Linked DNA regions of Mus musculus: region 2 is linked to region 1. Evidence: chromatin contacts called from public HiChIP or PLAC-seq data. All regions are on one chromosome and are shown on one strand. Each heading gives the region's core, a stretch centred on a gene start, on an enhancer-like site or on the middle of the called end of the contact. The rest is flanking DNA. Distances are from core to core; before and after follow the strand shown. Region 1 overlaps Grb2 (growth factor receptor bound protein 2). Region 2 overlaps Acox1 (acyl-Coenzyme A oxidase 1, palmitoyl).

Region 1 (2,700 bases), core at 182-2,681:
ACATTAGAAGATAGCATCGTTCCTCTGGAAATGAAGTTATAGGTGGTTGTGAGCCACCAATGTGGGTGATGGGAACTGAACCCAGGTACTCTAAAAGAGCATTAAGTGTTCTTAAACACTTAGCCATCTCTTTACCCGCTCTATTCTTTTTCTTCCCTTCTTTCTTTACCCCCCCTCCCATCCCATGAACTGAATATGAATAGTAAGTCAGACTCTGGACTATCCCACAATCCCCTACAGAGTATGCTTTAGGGATCCATCAGAGCAGAGCGTGCTCTAGCATGCACAAAGCCCTGGATTCTGCCCCAGCACCGTAAGAAAAATAGTTTTTAAAAATAAAGAAAGACTGTAAAGGGATGTGGTTTCATGGTAGAAGGCTCACCTCAGATTCATGAGGCCCTAGATTCCCAGCCCTGGAGCAGAGGAGGGCAGTGCACTAGTGAGCAGAGGAGGAGGACAGTGCACTAGTGAGCAGAGGAGGAGGACAGTGCACTAGTGAGCAGAGGAGGAGGGCAGTGCACTAGTGAGCAGAGGAGGAGGGCAGTGCAGTACCGAGTGCTTGCATCTCTTGGCAGTCCACAAATGCTGGGTCAGAGCCTAGGGGCTGACAGGCCTGATAACTGAAGTACAATTCCCCAACCGAGGGTAGAAAGAGGGAACTGAATCTCAGAAGTTGTCCCCTGACATCCACAAGTGTTTCATGTCATGTGAGTATGTGTATGCACATACAATAATAAATTTTTAAAAATTAAAGAAAAGGGAAGCCTTAAATTGAACAGTTGAGTTGTGGAACATTAAAAAATGGGGTACATTTAGTCTACAAGCCATGGTTCCCTGACTGCTGCTCAGGCTTCACCGTTTCCCCTTTACATAAAGTTTTGGGTTGGTGGGTACACGAACCTATGATCCTTCACTTGAGGTTCGGGCCTGGGTGTGTTAGCTCAGTGCTAGAGCACTTAAGCGGCTTTGGTGAGGGGCTGGGGTCAGGTCCTCCTGGTCCTTGGTAAGTAGCTAAGCAGGAAGCTCAGCACGGTAGACTGGGCTATTTGAAGCTGGCTGAAGGATGGTCGGTAGGCTCCATCCCCACCCACTCTAAACTCTGCAGAAGGAAGTTGAACATTCAGGAGCCTTCCTCCAGGTCACACTGCTGTGAAGGCTGCTTTTCTGATTGTTTCTGTGATTTCACAGGCTCAGTTCCCACCCTGGAACTGCCACGTGGTCTAAGAATGTACATGTTGCTTAGTGTGGCACCACAAAGCAGTGTGCCAGAGGTTAGCCCTCCCCTGCCCCCTTTGTTTGGAGAGGAAGAGAGCAGTCCTACCCTAGACTGCCAGCCCCCTAATGATACACTTGGGTCCAATGAAGACCCACTATGGTGGCAGCGGCTGCAGGGCTGCAGGGAGCTGTGTGCCCAGCAGATGACACATATGCTTCATAGTAAGTGCATGTGGGAGGGGCCTGTGACACACTATAAATACTGCATTGGAAAATACATCTCCTACTCTTGGCTTCCTTGATTGCTATTTTTAGGACAGCACACACCAATCCAGTCTTTTTTAAAGATTAGCAGAACATTTGTCTGTAGGCATGCAGTCATACATAACTATCATCATTGAAAGAAACCCGACATGCTCTGAGTATAGCTCAGTCAGTGTTCAGGGACTCGCCCAGTGTGCACAAGGCCTTGGCATCTGCCTCTAGCACTGCAGACCAGGTTTTAGAAGCTTATCAGGTTTGTAACTAGCCTGTGAAAGAGTATCGACGACCGGATGCTATCTGCTGTTCATCCCACTGCTGGAAACTCGAGACTGTATACTTAGTGAGCCTGGAGCATACACACAGACACAGATCTGTGAAATGGCTTACAAACTAATGTTTTTGTTCTATTTTAGTTTTTGAAGTATGGCTTCACTATATAACCCAGACAGGCCTTGAAGTTACAGTAATCCTCCTGCCTCTTCCTTCTCAGTGCTAGAATTATAGGTATAAATCTAAAATTAAATTTTTAAAATTTTAAGCTGAAAATAAAATTGTGTTGATTCTTAAGTTGGGAATGAGAAAGCACTGGGGCTCACACAAATGTCGGGTTGATGCCCATAAAGAAAGCCTAGATGCACACACTGCCTGCAGCCAGCAACTCCTGATGAAAGGCAGGGGCATGAGAGAAAGTGCTGCTCTTTATTCTTCCTTAGTGTGCATTTAGGCTACTTTAATTTAAACCCACTGCTTTATAGCTTTAAAGAAAAGAGGGTGAATATGGTCAGAAAGCATTATATGAAATTCTCAAAAGAGTAATTGTTTAAAAAGTATGTACTGAGCCGGGCGTGGTGGCGCACACCTTTAATCCCAGCACTCGGGAGGCAGAGGCAGGCGGATTTCTGAGTTCGAGGCCAGCCTGGTCTACAAAGTGAGTTCCAGGACATCTAGGGCTACACAGAGAAACCCTGTCTTGAAAAAACAAAAACAAAACAAAACAAAAAGTATGTACTGGGCTGGAGAAATGGCTCAGCAGGTGAGAGCACCGACTGCTCTTCCAGAGGTCCTGAGTTCAAACCCCAGCAACCACATGGTGGCTCACAACCATCTGCAATGGTATCCAATTCCCTTTTCTGGTGTGTCTGAAGACAGCTACAGTGTACTCATATACCTGAAATAAATAAATAAAGCATGTGATTGGTGATCGGGGAAGGGAGAGGAAGA
Region 2 (2,700 bases), core at 193-2,692, 540 kb before region 1:
GACACCCCTACATAGGCGTACATACAGGCAAAACACCAATGCATATGGAATAAATAAGTCACTAAAAAGGACTTTTAAAAATTACATATAAAGGTCCCCCTTCCCCTTTAGCCTCAAAGTCATCCTCGCACAAGGTGTTTTGCTTGCGGTGGCTCTGCTGCTTCTCCTTTATTTCCTTTAAAACTTCTGTTGGGTTTTTACATAATAGAGGAACTCGTCAGCGTGTTCATTAATAAAGATAAAACTGGGAGGCTGGAGATACACCTCGACAGTATAGAGCCCTTACCTACCATGCACAGCTAACTAGGTTTAGTCCCCAGCATTTATAAATAAATAAATAAATAAATAAATAAATAGTAGCAGGGGTCAGTCATCTGTTAAGAGCACTGGCTGCTCTTCCCGAGGTCCTAAGTTCAATTCCTAGCAACCACATGGTGGCTCACAACCATCTGTAAAGTTGAGACCAGGAGAACACTCACTTTTGCCTAGCATGTTCCAGATCCTGGATGAAATCTGCGACACCTTAGCAACAACAACAAAATTTTGTTTCTGTTTTCTTTTGAAGTTTGGCTTTGTCTTTTGAGATAGGTTAATCTCTATGTCACTATGTAGTCCAGGCTGGCTCCAACCCCAAATATTCTTTCTGCCCCAGCCTCTTTATTGCTGGGGTTACAGATGTAAGCCACCCTAGCTGGCTTGAAAAGCTTAAATGTTATTAAGAATATGTTTTCAAGAACTAATATAAATATTACAAGTCCTGCCCTCATGTGGTAATGGTTACTTCTTTTTCCTTTGAGTTACAGATGCAATGCATTCAGAGTCTGGTTTTTTTTTTTTTTTTTTTAGATTTTTTGAGACAGGGTTTCTCTGTATAGCCCTGGCTGTCCTGGAACTCACTTTGTAGACCAGGCTGGCCTCGAACTCAGAAATCTGCCTGCCTCTGCCTCCCGAGTGCTGGGATTAAAGGCGTGTGCTACCATGGCCCGGCCAGAGTCTGTTTCTTAATTCACCCATTACTGTGACAATGAAATGGTTTGCTTTGCTCCTTAGGCCTTCCTCAGAACTCCAGTAGATCTTACTAATCAGAAATACTAGTTTACTTGTGCTTGTAATCTATGCACATGGGAGGTGGAGCCAGGTCAGAGTCATCCTTATGTATATCCAGTTTGAGGACTGTCCTAGCTACATTTATAGTTACTTATTCGTGGTTAGTTTTGGTAGCAAAGCAGAAGACTAGCCAACCTCCACATACTTGCTTTTGTTTCTAGAGCTTGTAATCTATGGGACTTGGGTAAGTCCGAGGGAAGTGTTAGCAAACGGACTGAGCTGGGTTCACAAACAGAAGCTGTTGAAATTCAATACCTTCTCAGGGCAACATGGAGGAGTGCTGTTGTTTGGTAGAGTGGATGATACAGCATATTTTATAACCTTTGTAACTGCACGACAAGCAGCCAGACTCAGGTGAGGTCACAGAGACCTAGAACAAAGTCCTTCCTGTGGACCATGCCTCATGGGAAACATGAAATACTAGCGATAAGTTTCAGTGCCCTTTGAAACAGGAAGTGTTCCCGGGATGTGACGGGAAGTCTGTTTAAGTTGAAGGAGCAGACTGGTGGTTAGTCTTGGTAGTGACTGCTGTCAAGTCTCTCCTGTTTCTCGAACCATTCTTCTTTCTTGCCCAGTATCTTTTTTTATTTATTTTTATTGTTTATTTACATGTACATGTGTGTGTGCCTGTATGTGTGCATGTGCCCAGGGATGGGGCAGTCCTTGGAGCTGGAGTTACAAGCTGCCTGATGAGGGCACTGGGGGTTGAACGCTGGTCCTCTGAGAGAACAATACATGTTCTTAACCAGTGAGCCATCTCTCCAGCCCCCTACCCCGTTTCCTGTCACTTGCTGGAGATGGCTTACTTTTCAACTAGTAATAAGCATTTAGGGGGAAAAAAAAAACCCTTACCATTCATTGTTAAGTACAGTGGGCATGCTCAATGAGGGCCGAGGACTAGAATTACTGAGGCAGGGGAATTTCCAGGAATTTAGGGCATTCACTGTTATCTTTGTTATGTGTTTATTACTAACCCCCCTCCCATCTGTTTGCTTTTGTTTTTTGAGACTGGGTTTTTCTGTGTAGCTCTGACTAGGTAGATCAGGCTGGCCACAAACTTGGAGATCTGCCTGGAAGGTGTGCATCACCACTGCCCAGCTGTGGCTGCGGCTGCGACTGCGGCTGCGGCTGCGGCTGCGGCTGCGGCTTCTTCTTCCTCCTCCTCTTCTTCCTCTTCCTCCTCCTCCTCCAGATAAGGCTTCTTATTTTTTAAATCTATTTATCTATATTCTATGCACATTGGTACTTTGCCTGCATGTATGTCTGTGTGAGGGTGTCTGATCTTCTGGAACTGGAGTTACGGACAGTTGTGAGCTGTCATGTGGGTCCTGGGAATTGAACCCAGGTTCTCTGCAAAAACATTAATTAAGACTGGGTCTCTTATGTTTTGTTTGAGGTTTGTCATCTTTTTTTTTCTTTTTTTTTTAATGTGTTGTTTTTATAAAATTGATTTTTAAAAAATATTTGATGAAAGTAGATGTTTGCATGCATGTTTGTTTATATTCTACTGTCTTGCCTGGTGCCAGAGGGGGTTAAAAGCAGTGTGGGATCCCCTGGCAGTGGAGTTATAAAAGGTTGTGAACTACCCTGTGA

What was found. HiChIP or PLAC-seq counts read pairs in DNA pulled down with a chosen protein or histone mark.
Region 2: an H3K4me3 HiChIP or PLAC-seq map of bone marrow-derived macrophages shows a contact between it and region 1, with 4 times the contacts expected there. The contact joins two enhancer-like sites.

The regions. Positions count from the first base shown.
Region 1 is chr11:115,652,197-115,654,896 of GRCm38.p6, reverse strand. The region is part of intron 3 of Grb2 (growth factor receptor bound protein 2); the gene reads left to right. Among named protein-coding and RNA genes, the nearest start is that of Slc25a19, 25 kb to the right of the region's middle. Within about 2 kb of position 1,431, at least 39 of the 459 cell types and tissues checked have an H3K27ac peak or open chromatin away from gene starts, as enhancers often do. A contact at or near this core is called in bone marrow-derived macrophages, where this site is marked.
Region 2 is chr11:116,194,288-116,196,987 of GRCm38.p6, reverse strand. The region is part of intron 2 of Acox1 (acyl-Coenzyme A oxidase 1, palmitoyl); the gene reads left to right. Among named protein-coding and RNA genes, the nearest start is that of Ten1, 3.2 kb to the left of the region's middle. Within about 2 kb of position 1,442, at least 44 of the 459 cell types and tissues checked have an H3K27ac peak or open chromatin away from gene starts, as enhancers often do. A contact at or near this core is called in bone marrow-derived macrophages, where this site is marked.